5 separate regions of the Mus musculus genome follow, and all the other regions are linked to region 3. Evidence: chromatin contacts called from public Hi-C and HiChIP or PLAC-seq data. All regions are on one chromosome and are shown on one strand. The core of a region is the stretch at or near the end of the contact, and the rest is flanking DNA. Distances in the headings are between cores, read along the strand shown.

What was found. HiChIP or PLAC-seq counts read pairs in DNA pulled down with a chosen protein or histone mark. A called contact is a pair of places that touch in the nucleus more often than the background predicts.
Region 1: an H3K27ac HiChIP or PLAC-seq map of microglia shows a contact between it and region 3, with 5 times the contacts expected there. The contact joins two enhancer-like sites. A contact is called at or near these places in 2 of 115 datasets of contacts at active chromatin or transcription factors (acute myeloid leukemia and microglia).
Region 2: a contact with region 3 is called in an SMC1A HiChIP or PLAC-seq map of large pre-B cells, with 2.5 times the contacts expected there. The contact joins two enhancer-like sites. A contact is called at or near these places in 1 of 15 datasets of contacts at CTCF or cohesin (large pre-B cells), 3 of 484 Hi-C or Micro-C datasets (bone marrow-derived macrophages, cerebellum and embryonic stem cells) and 1 of 115 datasets of contacts at active chromatin or transcription factors (large pre-B cells).
Region 4: a contact with region 3 is called in a Hi-C map of the HPC-7 cell line, with 2.1 times the contacts expected there. The contact joins two enhancer-like sites. A contact is called at or near these places in 1 of 15 datasets of contacts at CTCF or cohesin (the NIH/3T3 cell line), 2 of 484 Hi-C or Micro-C datasets (the HPC-7 cell line and embryonic stem cells) and 2 of 115 datasets of contacts at active chromatin or transcription factors (embryonic stem cells and large pre-B cells).
Region 5: a contact with region 3 is called in an H3K4me3 HiChIP or PLAC-seq map of the 230-238 cell line, with 10 read pairs. The contact joins two enhancer-like sites. A contact is called at or near these places in 1 of 15 datasets of contacts at CTCF or cohesin (the NIH/3T3 cell line), 1 of 484 Hi-C or Micro-C datasets (bone marrow-derived macrophages) and 2 of 115 datasets of contacts at active chromatin or transcription factors (the 230-238 cell line and T-cell acute lymphoblastic leukemia).

What each region holds. Positions count from the first base shown.
Region 1 is chr4:95,083,388-95,086,107 of GRCm38.p6, forward strand. The region is part of intron 1 of Junos (a long non-coding RNA gene); the gene reads left to right. Among named protein-coding and RNA genes, the nearest start is that of Junos, 32 kb to the left of the region's middle. Within about 2 kb of position 1,269, at least 48 of the 459 cell types and tissues checked have an H3K27ac peak or open chromatin away from gene starts, as enhancers often do. A contact at or near this core is called in acute myeloid leukemia and microglia, where this site is marked.
Region 2 is chr4:94,999,160-95,001,864 of GRCm38.p6, forward strand. The region is part of intron 2 of Gm12694 (a long non-coding RNA gene); the gene reads left to right. Among named protein-coding and RNA genes, the nearest start is that of Gm12694, 21 kb to the left of the region's middle. Within about 2 kb of position 1,427, at least 69 of the 459 cell types and tissues checked have an H3K27ac peak or open chromatin away from gene starts, as enhancers often do. A contact at or near this core is called in bone marrow-derived macrophages, where this site is marked.
Region 3 is chr4:95,352,747-95,355,489 of GRCm38.p6, forward strand. No RefSeq gene overlaps it. Among named protein-coding and RNA genes, the nearest start is that of Gm12707, 130 kb to the right of the region's middle. Within about 2 kb of position 1,380, at least 109 of the 459 cell types and tissues checked have an H3K27ac peak or open chromatin away from gene starts, as enhancers often do. A contact at or near this core is called in the 230-238 cell line, the HPC-7 cell line, T-cell acute lymphoblastic leukemia and 3 more, where this site is marked.
Region 4 is chr4:95,732,656-95,735,355 of GRCm38.p6, forward strand. The region is part of intron 6 of Fggy (FGGY carbohydrate kinase domain containing); the gene reads left to right. Among named protein-coding and RNA genes, the nearest start is that of Fggy, 180 kb to the left of the region's middle. Within about 2 kb of position 1,361, at least 81 of the 459 cell types and tissues checked have an H3K27ac peak or open chromatin away from gene starts, as enhancers often do. A contact at or near this core is called in the HPC-7 cell line, where this site is marked.
Region 5 is chr4:95,776,738-95,779,437 of GRCm38.p6, forward strand. All of the region lies in intron 8 of Fggy (FGGY carbohydrate kinase domain containing), which reads left to right. Among named protein-coding and RNA genes, the nearest start is that of Hook1, 190 kb to the right of the region's middle. Within about 2 kb of position 1,309, at least 31 of the 459 cell types and tissues checked have an H3K27ac peak or open chromatin away from gene starts, as enhancers often do. A contact at or near this core is called in the 230-238 cell line, T-cell acute lymphoblastic leukemia and bone marrow-derived macrophages, where this site is marked.

The DNA.
Region 1 (2,720 bases), core at 19-2,518, 270 kb before region 3:
TGTCCCTATTAATTACTTTAATTCTGATGTAGTGCTCATGGCAGACAGGATTTGTCTTGTGCATTGCATGACAAGTCTGTGGGCCTCATGAGGGCAGGGATTGTGTGTTTACTCTCTAGTGTCTCCAAGCACGTGTTTACCCGGAGGAAATTCCCAGGGTGGCAAGCTGGTCGTTCAAGCTGGTGAGCAGCGCAGTGACTTATGTCTAGGATTCCAAAATCAGCTTGGAGTCACTGTAGTCTAAAGAATAGAGGGTCAGGACAGAGCAAAGATCTTGGCTTGCTTCTACTTCAACTGTCTACTACCTTTATGACCTCAGAAGGATTGATCTTTTTGAATCCTAAATACCTATTTTTCAAAAACAAACAAACAAAACAAACAAACAAACAAACAGACAAACAAACAAACAAAGTTAAAAGTGTCTGCTTGTCTTCTTCGCAGGTTTGTTGTGGGCATCAGTGAGCATGTACAGACTGTTGTGAGCATCCTCTTGGAGTCCATGGCCATTGCCGCTACTGTGATTTAAAGAGCTGTGCCCCTTCTTGGCTCCTGGGTTGGCACTTGTTTTCCAGCTGTTTGGTGGTGCTGTTTGGAAAGGGCATGGAATCTTGAGGAGGCAGAGTCTTGTTGGAGTAGGTAGTCACAGGGGTGAGACGTGAGGGTAGATAGCCTGGCCGCACTTCCTGTCTGCTCTCTGGCCGCACTTCCTGTCTGCTCTCTGGCCGCACTTCCTGTCTGCTCTCTGAATCTTGAGTGTAGATCAGTGTGACTAGCCGCCTCATGTTGCAGCTGTCATGCCTTCCCTGCTGTGGCTGACTGAATTCCTTGTTCTACGGTGACTCAGAAGAAACCATTCCTTCCTTAAGTTGCTGCTGCCACAGCAATTCGAAAAGGAAATCATACATACAACTGCCATACGTGCCAGAACATGAGCTGAGGATACATTTAGTGGATACATGTAGTGGGCAGATAGCAGCCATTACATGTGCTCTATATGCATAGTCTTTAAATTTCGGAATACCTTTTCTCTTCTGATCATGCATCTCAAGTAGTGACTTTAACCTTTGAAAGTTTCTTTAACTGCACCCCTTTCTAGCTTTAAAATCTTGGCCTTATATTTCAGAGTAAATGTTTATAGGTGTCCTGTAAAAGGTGGAATCAAACACTTAACAATACTTGTTGTTTGTTTCTATGTGATCCAAGAGGGGAGAGGCCAGGGCTTATCTGAAGGTGTAGAAAAAATTAAAAAAAAAAAAAAAAAAAAAAAAGTGTGAGTCACAGCCCTAACTCTGAAAGAGTTTACAGAATGGTTTGTTAGCCAGAGCTGAATTCTAGAAGGGTAGGCAAAGCACTTGATATAAAAAGAGGTGGTTTGTGAAGACTACAGAGAAATGGGCTTTGTTTATGGTTTCTATTTCTGTGAAGAGACACTATGATCCCTCACCTCCCAACTCTTATAAAGGAAAACATTTGACTGGGGCTGGCTTATAATTCCAGAGGTTTAGTCTATTATCATCATGGTGAGAAGTATGGCGCAGCCATGGTGCCGGAGAAGGAGCTGAGAGTTCTACATCTTGATTTGCACATACCAAGTAAAAAGACGGAGCCACTAGACCTTGCTTGAGCATCTAAGACCTCAAAGCCTGCCCCCACAGTGACATACTTCTCTGATAAAGCCAAACCTATTCCAGCAAGGTCATACCTCCTAATAGTGCCACTCCTATGGGCCAAGCTTTCAAACACATGAGGAGTCTTTGGGGCCATTCCGTTTGAAATAATCACAGTATTCAACCTTGCAAAAGACTGATGCTTACTCTGTAATCCTGGGAACATAATTCAAATCCAGGTCATTGGACACTGCTAACACAGATCTGGGTAGGATTACAGTTTTTTGTTTTTTTGTTTTTTATTTCTCAGCATAGTACATTCAAACATTTTAGTAATGTACCCATTTAAAAATGTCTGAATTTTCAAAGCTGCTGATATTCTGGGGTTGCTGCTCTCATGATGAGAAAATGAAAGTATATATTTAGGCATGAGATTCTTTACCTAAAAGATGTCATAGAGAAAGGTGTTTACAGAAAGTGTTAATTTCTGTAGCTGCTACATGATGATAGCAAGTGACCAGAACAGTTAGATCAAGGTACAGTGTGAGGTAGCATAATTCAGTAACTAAAAAAAATTTAAACATGCAATTGCAAACCATTTAATAAACTGAAAATAAGGTTACCATGTATGAAAACAGACTACAGGGACAGTTATAGTCAAAAGTCAACCATAGCCTTCATATTTACACCTAAAAATTAGAATGAATGAAAAACAGGTAATTAAATATCTAACCAAGGAATGTAGAGAATGAGATGCAAAATAAAACTAAGACAAGCAGAAAAACAAAACCAGAAAATATACAAGGGGTTAAAAAGCTAATTAGGAAACCAACAAAAGTATAGATTTCATAGGTATAGGAAAAAAGAGCCAATAGAACCCTCTAGAAAACTTGCTGGACAACACTCAGAGAGACAGAAACAGAGACAGAGACAGAGAGACAGAGACAGACAGACAGACACACACTCAGAGAGAAAGCATTAGATTCCTGGCATCTGAAAAGTTTGTAAATTGCTTGTCCCTTACCACTCTTGGTCCCTGAACAAATCCTGTGTGCCACACATTTGTGTTTCTAGTTTTTCTAATGATCAAACTGATGATCCAAAAACCTAGTT
Region 2 (2,705 bases), core at 177-2,676, 350 kb before region 3:
CAGAATTCAATAAATTAGACTAAAATTTTGGTTCGGCTAAATATAAAATATTTAGTTTAAACATATACCCCTCCACACTGCTGTTTAGCTGGGAAGTCCTCAGGGCCTTTCCTGCAGAAGTTGTAGAGATGGCATTTGGCTCTGGCATCTTCTGAAGATGTCTCCCTCATGCTTACCACCTAGTGGAGGAGTCTGGGATGACTGCTGCTTTGCATGGCTGGCATCGTCCTCCCACTGGCTTCTCTATTTTCACACATAAAGTACTAAGAGTAGTCAGTCCTTTACACAGCGGCTGCCTTCCCCTGCAGCTGATTTCCCTAGAGACCCAGATGAAAACAGTAGTATTTCTTATGACTTAGCTCTGCCATTCCCCAAGCATGACTTCTGTTCCATTTGGTTGGTCAAGAAAGTCTCTGACTCGTGTAGGGTGGAAGAGGAGGACTAGCTTCCTTCTCTCCATGAGAGGAAGTGAAGAGAGTAGCATGTTTAATTTCCATAACAGAACTTCCATCACGGAAACAGAAGAGCAGAGAAGAGCAGCTCATTGTCTTTGGAAGTTTGATCTTACATGCATATTTTAAATATCATGTGGTTCTCAGAAGAACTCAGGGGAGATGTTATTATCTCCATCTTAGGTGAAGAAATTTTTGCTTCCCTCAAGCCTTGACTTGCTAGTCAATAGCTTAAAAAATTCAAGCCCATTTATTTCTGATTCAAAAGTCCTGGTTTCTTTCTGTGAACTACACAACTACTCAAAATTACATAATTTTCACTTACAGAATATAAAATTCGGTTCTGTAAATGCCTATGAACTAGTAAACTTGGAAAATAGTTTTTACAACCTTACTAGTCCAATATATGCTCTGAGCTAGTATTTAGCAAGCTGCCTATGACCCGGTCCATTGTTTATTGATTTGATGAAGTGCCCTAGCTTAAGCAATTTAACATAAAAGGGACTTCCTTTGGCTTCCTGTTCCACATGATGATGTGCCCATGATGTTGGAGAGGACATGGCAGAAGGCAGAAAAAACATGGTGGCAGGAGTAGGAGGCTGCTGGTCATATTGCACACACACTCAGGAAGCAAAGAAAGACCAGGAAGCAGGGCCATGTCATAAAGCCTCAAGGACTGCCTCCAGGGACTCACTTCTCAAAGGTCCTGTGGCACCAGACTGTGGGGACTCTCCTCATTCAAACCACAGCACCTCACTAGATGGGGGAAGCTGCTTTCAATGAGAGGCTCATGCTGGGAGTGTTCTCACTGTAGAACCAGAGCAGAGCAAGGGACCTGCCACACAGTGGGAGGATGGGATTTCCCAGGACTGTGCTTCTGCGATTCTGATTGAAACTCATAGCATGTCCACTAAATCCTAGGGCTGAGTCTGTCTGTTCACAGCATTTTGTAGAGTCCTTGGCTCACATGCACAGGCTCTAGGGTCCTGTGTGCTCAGCACTGAAAAATGAATAAGAATAACAAAATGGAGATCATGTGACACAAATGAGGCTGAAATATGATAATAAAAGAAAAACCTGAGGAAGGTATTAAAATAAAACAACATGCACTTTAATAATTACAGGCTGGAGCACATCTGTATGGGATGACAGCATTAATGGTTCTCAGACTGTGATGACATTTTAATTAAATCTTAAAAATGCTACTACTAATTAATACTCATAAAAATACAAAAAAAATTTCTGGCAAAAGGCGGCTGTTATGGAAGCTCCCAATGGTCACTTTCTGCAGGTCACTGATAACAAGATGCTGACAACTACAGACCACCTCTGGCCTCAGACCCCGATTTGAGTACATTATCCAGGGTTAGAGCATCCTTGTGGTTTTTTGAAAGAAAATTAAGACTCAGATTCAGACTCAACTTTTTTACTACATGGCTTGTGCCAGACTTCACAGGGCAAACCTAGTAAAAGTGAGGAATAAGGTCTAGTGCCCATAAAGTATTTGTATATTGGCAGAAGCAGAAAAACAATAAGTTAATCATTTTTAAACCTTCATAAAATGTTATCGTGATGTGAAGCTTGAGGCAATACAAGATTGCCTCCCTGAAATTGCCCCAACTTCCAAAATTCCCTGTCATATGATCATATTCTCTTTACCACAACATGATTAATACAAGTTTTCAGGTCTTCCACATCTCATTCTGACTCGTAGCCAGACTTCAAAAGAAGGTCAGAGAATGGGAGAAATGCCCCCCCCCCCTTTCTCCCAAGTTCATGTTTCCATAAAGCCCGTGGCTGCCTCTCTGCTTCTGTAGGAGTACAGACGGGACACGATGGTATGAGAACTTAATTAGAGCATCTGTTCTCCTGTCTGCTGATGAGGAGTTTGTGATCACAAACAACTCAGACAGGGCCATCAGCAGCCTCTGGAGAGGTACCACCCCCATAGCATTTGTGGACCACACACTGGTGTGTGAGTCACCTCTTAGGATGAGTGAAGGTTGACTCAGCTTCAGAGAGCTTCCTATTGAGCCAGCAGTTGCTCTAAGTCTTGGAAAGAGAACAAAACAACTCTGGGAGGAAATGATCATCTCTTCATCAGCTCTGAGGTCGCTAAAGCTGGAAGAGGGCCTTGCTGCTCACTAGCAACAGATTCATGGTTCTCAGGGATCAGAGGCTCAGATCAGCATCTTCTGGAGGGACAACTTCCTCACTTTCCTCAACAGTGCTCTCCAAGGGCATCTGAGACTT
Region 3 (2,743 bases), core at 130-2,629:
CCTCCACCCTTCTGTCTCCCATATAACTCATTCTCCCCCACCCTTGTAGTTTCTCATCTCTTCTGAGAAATCATCAGCAACACCCCTGAGTGACACTAAGAGAGGAGGGACCTAGTGGGACCACGCACGGGGTCCAGGGCTGCGGTGGGAGTTTATCAGGATTAGTGGCCTATTTTCTTTCATAATCTTATTCCAGGACCCATCACCAAAAACTCCTTCAGGCCCTGGTCCTCCCTTATCCCTGCATCCCACCTCTGGATTAAAGGCAGAAAATAGAAAGAGCTACCAGTATGCTTTGGAAAAATTATGATCTTGGGCTTTAGAGATGGCTCAGCAGATAATGGCACTTGCTGTCAAGCCCAGCATGAGTTTGATCCCTGATCCCACATGGTGGAAGGAGAGAACCGACTCCCACAAATTGTGTTTTCTGACCTCTGTACATGCACTGACACACACACACACACACACATACATACACCACGAAATTAAGTAAAATAGAATAAAAATTGTGATTTTTGAAATAATTTTGGAACGAAAACTACAATATAACCTCTCTTTAGGAAAGCCTCTGGGTCTTTTGGACACTGGCTCTTGAGATGTGGACAGTCCTAACCTTGTAGGTTGTGGACTACTTGGTTGAGGGCCTGTTGAACTGTGAGTTTCTGGGTTAGCTTTGAGGGACTGACCGGAAGCCCAGTTTCTGCTATATACATGTAGGTCATAATAATTAACAAATATTCATTAAAGCTCATTGACATTTTTTTTTTATTCCTTTGTAGGTAAAACGAAATGTTGATTCCAGCATTTCGAGCTAAGCCACTAAGTCACTCTCCCTAACTTTGTCACTGGTAAGCTTCCTTCTCTGCCCTACTGTACTGCACAGCAGTGAGAAGAGGAGAGTAGAGGGGTGTGTGTGTGTGGGGGGGGGCAACTTGGGTGAGCACAACAAAATCTCAACTGCAAAGCAAGGTTTTGTTGTTGTTTTGTTTGGGATTTTTGTTGTAAAAAAGGAAAGAAAGTTCTACTCTGAACTGAAATCGTCTGTTTTTCTTTCGAAATGTTCAAAGCAAACTAGATTAAGGTAAAAGCCGGCTGCAGGCCGCTCGGATGGCCAGCAGCTATAACTCAGATTCTCCTAGTTCCATAGCTTACAGTCGCTTGCCCTTCAGCTGCGCACTGGCTCAGCTGGACCCAGACAGTCTGAAGGCTTTCAGGGTCCAGGGTCAGGCTGGAGGGCTACACAACCCCAGCTCCTGTCATTTCCCTGGCCTGCCTCCTTCCTTCCTTCTTTCTTGGCAGAACCCACATCCTGTTGCTCTCAGCAAAGCCGGAGAAAAAGGCCAGCGGTAGGCAAGTTATTGTGCCTCAAATGAAGACAAATGAGTCCCCATTCTGTGGTGCTCCTGGCATCCTGTTGGAGGAAGCAACGCACAATGCTTGGAGGGAGGGGGCTTCGCTCACCCCTCCCCTTTCCGGTGCCTCCCCCAAAGCTTCCACTTCCTGAGGGATCCCTGGCTTTAGGTCTGTGGCTCCCCATGCCCAGGCAGCTTGCTAGCCAGATCTCAGGAAGTGCAGCTCAAAGAGCCCTGGCCCCAGACCCACGACCCTAGAAAAGGATAGAGTCTGGGCTGCTCCCTCTCCTTGCCAAGATGGCCATGCCCAATCCTTCCTTGAAGGGCTCTAAAATGCATCTTCAGTGTGCCAACAACTACATTAATGGCACCAGAACTCACCCATGCATCAAAATTCTCCAGGGTGCTTTGACAAGCTGGTACCCTTAATATACCACACTCTTAGAACAGACATTTCTTTACCAGAAATGTTCTGTGATGATTCCAGGCCTGTGAAATATAAGCTGGCTGTCTCTCTTTCCACATTCAGTGCTTTTCTGTCCCTGCTTAATACACTGGTGGATGAGAGATACATAGCCACATGGATATAAGCAGCACTAATAAGTGACTAGGAGCCAGATCCACCCCCTAAATATGTGTCCTTAGGCAGAATTTAGAGCCGCAAGGTGATTTACTTTATTCATCTGCAAAATGGGAACAGAAATAATAGTTCAGAATTGCGTGTTTGAGCTGATCGATTTGAATGGTATAATTGCTATCCTAGGGCATCGCAACTAGTCTTCCTTCACTGAACAGTTCAGTGAGCAGGTTCCTGTATTTGCTATTTAAATAAAACCAAACCAAACCAAAAACCAACCAAACAACCCCCCCTACACACACACACACACACACACACACACACACACACACACACACACACACACCAAAAACCTACTGGTGAGTTAGGAATTGATGGGGGCAGTGTCTTGCTTTCTCCAAGCTTTTGGGTTATCTGAAGATTCTGTGATAGACTCTTGTCACATGCTGTGGTCTCCCAAGAAACCAGACTCAAATGTTAAGCATGCAGGATGTTTGAGAGAGGAAAGGGAGAAGATGGAGGCAGGCCTGTGAGTGAGGAGGCAGCCCACAGTGAGATCTTCAAGTGATGTTGTTTATCCCACTTAGAACTCTGTGACCTCAGAGATCACAAAACAGTAGCTGAGGCAGTCACTGGTCACCGAGCACTCCAGAAAGGGGTTTGACCTTGGGTTCCATGAAGACTAGTCACTGACACCTGGAGTAGGCAAAAAGGCATTGAAAGGGAACTGAGGAATGCTGACAGAAACAACCAAAGTACTGGGAAGAGGCAGAGATTCACCAGAGGCCTGACACCGGGGTTACAGGTCATGCCT
Region 4 (2,700 bases), core at 111-2,610, 380 kb after region 3:
TCAAATTTAGTGTTCATCTGTTTTGTTTACTTTCTACTGAAACTCTGTACAAGGTGGGCACATATAGGTGTGCAACTTTAATCTTTTTGTTCAAGGTGATTGATCTATGTCTTATGATCTTAAAAAATAAACAAAAATGTGTAATTTTGCTAAAGTAAACATTACTTTTAAAAGTATGTTTTAGATACTTGGGAGTGAAAGAAATAAGATGTAGAGAGAAAAGTCTGTGAGCTATTATCTTTCTACTGGAAGAGATGTATAAAACCAAATATAGGGATATGGTATGTAAGAGTTATTTAAAAGTACATTTAAAGCATATGGAGTATAAGGCATATTAATACCAAGTAAGAATACAAAGTCAGGGATCTTCCATGTGTATCAAACTGTCTAAACTATGGAGTAATTATAAGACATGTTAACTAACAGATGTAATTCAGAAGTGGTATTAGAAAGAACTAGTACCTGCTAGAAAGATCTCCTCTATCTTAATCCTTAACCTAGGTGCTACTCTGGGACAGTGTGTGCACACAGTAGATGTCTATTCACCCACCGTTTCTATAATAAGTGATAATGAATATCATACAATTTGATGTGAAATCAGTAATGGAAATGGAATTTAGTTTCTAGTCACAATGACATGATTTCTAGGAGGTGTATCAGATGCTGTCCTTAAAGAGTGGAAGAAGAACACTAGCTTTGGGTTCTCAGGAAGTCTCTACTTGGATGAATCATTTAATACAAGTGTAACTCCAATTCAGGAGCCAAGACTACTACAATCCTTTTAGCCATTTTCTATCAGTTGTCCCAGTTTTCTAGAAAATCCTCAGAGCTGACCTACCCATGTGATCTGAGTCAGGATAGGCCTTACCATTCTCTGGAACCATTCAAGCATGTGTCATGTCTGTGTGAAACGCCAAACTTAAGAAATGCCTCTGAATACTGCATAGTGATTGAGAATTGTATGTTCTCAGTCTTGTTACCCACTTTTAAATCAGATTGAAAGTAACTTGAGTTTGAAATAATTCCAGCATTCTCTCCAACTGGCAAGGCAAAGTGTCCTTTAGCACAATCTTGGACATAATCTGGTTGGCCTGTCAGCCTTGCCCAACCGAGCTGGTACCAGCATTCCACAGCAAGCATAAGGAAGCAGGGTCGCATGCCACCCACGCCCAAACCTCTCTGACATTTCCGTGGGCCTGGAGCCAGATCTCCCCCTGTGTTTCATCTCCCTCTCAGAATACAAAGGAACACTGAACCTTCCAGTTAATTCAATACCCTCCCCCCCCTTCCTGGAGAGGATAACAGTTCTGTTGACCATTATAATGCATCTTCTGTCTCCCAGCAATCCACATAGTCATTAATTTCTGCTGCTGACATCAGGAAAGAGGATTATGTGTGTGTCTGAAACTGTTCCCAGAGTGCTCATTAGTCATAGATAATTGAAAAACTGGTAGGGGAAGGTTTGTTGTAATAGGAGCTCTGCTTGTGAAGAGGGACTGCAGCTACCCGATAATTGTAGGCTCCAGCTTGGACCACTCAGGCCAAATATGTCCATTCACATGGGAATTCATGGGGCCCAGGAATCCTCAGGGCCATCTGATATCTGAAGGTGAACAAGTAACACAGCCAGAGATCAGAGTGTAGGTGAATTGCCCATGGGTTTCTCTCCTATCTTTAGCGTGAGGAACAGGACTTGGAAAAGATGCAGGAAATTTGCTCTCATTTTGTTTTTATTTAAACTTAAGCCAATTTGGTTTGTTTTAAGCAAACACACGAGGTCATGATCTGGAAGGACATAGATGGTTCAGGAGAGTACTTCACAGCACATCCTATCTGTACTGTTACAGAAATCAAGTGGTTTTTTTTTAATTTTTAATTTTTATTTTTCTAGAAACTTCTAGAAGTACATGTGCTCATGTACTTGAATGTTTAGAATCTTTAAAAGGATCACAAATATGAGATCCTAAGAGCACTATTCTACATCCTGGCTTTGTCCCATATTTTATCTCAGTCTTTCTCCCAAATTCATACCTTAATTCTTCCTCAAGTATTTTCTATATAGGATTCTGTAGAATAGATGAAATGGTTTGTTTATTTGTTGTTAGTTTGCTTGCTTGCCTGCCTCCTTCCTCCTTCCCTCCCTCCCTCCCCACTCCTCCTCCCTCCCTCTCTCTCTCTCTCTCTCTCTCTCTCTCTCTCTCTCTCTCTCTCTCTCTCTCTCTCTTTCTTTCTTTCTTTCTTTCTTTCTTTCTTTCTTCCTTTCTTACCAAACCAGAAGAGAAGCACCTCTAAAACTATTATATAAGAAACACTTGTTCAAAGTAAAACACAAGAGAGCACAGGGAAGTAAGGAGCACAGATTCACCCACACCCCCATTGGAAACATAAGTTTTGTATGTGTGTTTTACCTCCTAGGTATGTAGTTTTATAAATTCATCTATCAACATTGTTATTTTTAGATTCAAGTCATATTCCTTTGCATAATATTCTACAGCCTTCATTTTTCACTTGTTTGGGTGTTTGAAAGATAAAATAATGTTTCCTTTTCCTCACACAGTAGGTTTAAATTTTTTAAAAGACAAATCCAAGGGTCAAGCATGGGCAGGTTCTCAGAGACTTGCTGTCTCCAGCCATGTGCTGCCCCTTTCATAGGCACCCCCTGTTCCCCACCCCTCACAGTGCTTATATTCTAATAGGCTT
Region 5 (2,700 bases), core at 59-2,558, 420 kb after region 3:
AGAGACTTTTTTATATATTCTTTGAAAGATACTCTTCTTCTTGATGAATATCTTATGAATGTCCCTGGGACCAGTTTGAGCTGTGGGGCATGCTCTTAAAAGTCTGCCAGACCCTGAGAGGAACCACACAACCATAGAGAGAAAGCAGACCCCGTGAGCAAAGCCCCAGTGATGGACAGAGGACTTGTTCTTGGTGGCTGTTTAGTTTTTCTTGTTTATGGGGTTTCTTCTTAGAAAGAAATAAAATAAGAATGAAAAAAAGAATTTTTTTTTCTCAATGCTTTTCAGTGTAGGAAGTATTTAAGGAATTCAGTGCCCAGAGGCAGTACAACAGTAAGAACAGGTGATGTTTTCTTTTCTTTTATTCCTTTCTTCTTTCACAAAGGAACTGAGGGCTTTACTCCATGTACCACGGCTAATAAGCGAAAGGGTAACAGCTTGGGTGCCCATCTACACAACCCCTAAGCTGTTTTCATGGCATCCTCTGTTGCTCCATCATTGTTAGCTCAGATTTCAAGGGTTCTATAGCTGATCAGAGTCTGGTTTGCTACAGGAAGGACTCCAGGTTACATGTCATTAGTTGTTTCCCTCTCTATGTTTTCCATTGAGCCGTAAGCCAGTGCAGCTCAGCTAATAGGCACATATCAGACCTGAGAAACTCCAGCCCCAACCATGAGGGCTGATTTAGTAAGGTCTTATGGAAAGCAGTAGATAAGTATCTCTCACTTCATTTTACTTTATTTCATTTATTTACTTATTAGTGCCAGGCTAATACCCAGGGCTTTGTGTATGGTAAGCATGTGCTCTGCTAGGGAGCCATGCCATGAGCCACAGGGTCTATAATTGTAGTGTCTACAAAGGCTGTAATGGGGGATTCAAAAATGCCTGCAACAAATGTCATAAGAGGACAACCGAATCTTTCCACAACTATTTTTCTCCGTCCCTAGCAAAGGATATTTTATATAAACGAGAGCCTAAATGTATGATAAATGGTTCTAAGAGTGAAGTAAATGAATAAATATTAATAAAATACGAATAGCATCAAGCTGAAGAGCCCGTCCCTGGTTGGTGTTGGGCACACTACAGGAATCTCTCAAATCACTATCCTTTCGAAGATGTCCTTTGGAAGGCTTAGGTCCAGCTGTTCTGAGGAGCCATGACAGAGGATCTGGTAAAATCTGCTAGCAATTAGAGACTGTGGAATTTTTATGTTCTCTTGAATAGTGAGAGAGACTGTTTGTATCGCTCTAAAGACAAACCCAGAAACCAAAGTGCAGATGCACCAGGGCACAACAGGAAACCACAAAAGCCTAAGATCTTTCCATGTAAATAAGAAGCTGGCCTTTACTTTTGAATCCACAGTGCAGAGTGGAGCACAGTTGTTAATCCAGCTTTTGCACAGCTCTGCTTTGAGCTTGAGCACAGTTAAACCATGCCACAGGATAAAAAGCACTTAAAAATGCTTGTTTTGATCAGCAAGCTTCATTTGTGTTAGTGAACAGTTTGGGGACACAGGTGCAGTGTGGACTCAGAACCATTAATTGGTCTCCCTTGTTCTTTTTGCAGTGATATTTGAAACCCTACTTCCCTCCACAAAGTTATATTAATCCATATAAATGCACGGGACATTTCCTGTTGACAAGCCTCTCTCACATGTCCCATCCTGGGGCCTCTGGTCCAGGTGCAAAGTGGAGAAACAGTGGTAACAATTCCCATACCTTCTTGTGTTGTTACCTCGATCTACATTTGATCAGTCCTATTACACTGGGAAGTAAGTAATACCGTACAACTGATCATAAAGTTTTTGTAGATAAGGAAAATGTGGTAGAACAAAAACCCATAGGTTTTGTTATTAGGTTGGCAGACCTATGTTCAATATAGAGTGCCTTAGCTCCAAAGTACCTTCCTTGTTCAACACCGACTGCAAGCCAGGCATGGGGCATAACGAAGAGTAGAAGTAGCCCTTGAGTCAGTTATAGTCCAGAGGAAGAGATGGGGAGGAAGCGTAAATTGCATAATCATGTCAAAGTACATTTAAGTATGCATATGCTCAACACTCTACCAATTTCATTCCTAGATAAAATCTTGGGGAAACTCCCGCACTGTGAAACAATATACACAGAGCCTTTTTAATACATCATATATCATACTATCCCCTGTTTGGATTTCCATTAGTAGAACATATTGCTAAACTATCATATTCATATGCTGACTTACATGTTTAATGAATAGACTGCATCTACATATAGTGGATAAGTGCAACAATTATAAAGTAACACAAAGAAGAAATGAGAGAAGTAGGCACAAAAATATTGCATCCATGGAAATTCTAAAAGAAGTAAAAACAAATGATGAAACTTAGGAATTTGGGCTGAACCTAGGAAGACAAAAGGATAATTGCCACAGATCTTAAAACCTTAGTGAATTCTATTTGTTGAAGGTTTTGGCTGTGTAGAACATAACTGCTTTCAGAAGTGGTCTAGAGGAACTGCCATTTGTTGATGAAGGACACATAAGCACTTAGTATTTTTTAAGATGTTCTGTAATTTTTAATCTCCTCTTCTAAGAGTGATATGTGTGCTGGAACCACCATGAAAGGACCCACCATATGGCATACAGTGGTATACCTTGTTTGGGGTACTATGGAGAAGGCTTTAATAAGGAAGGGGTGCTTCAATTGGTGGACTGAATAACTGACTA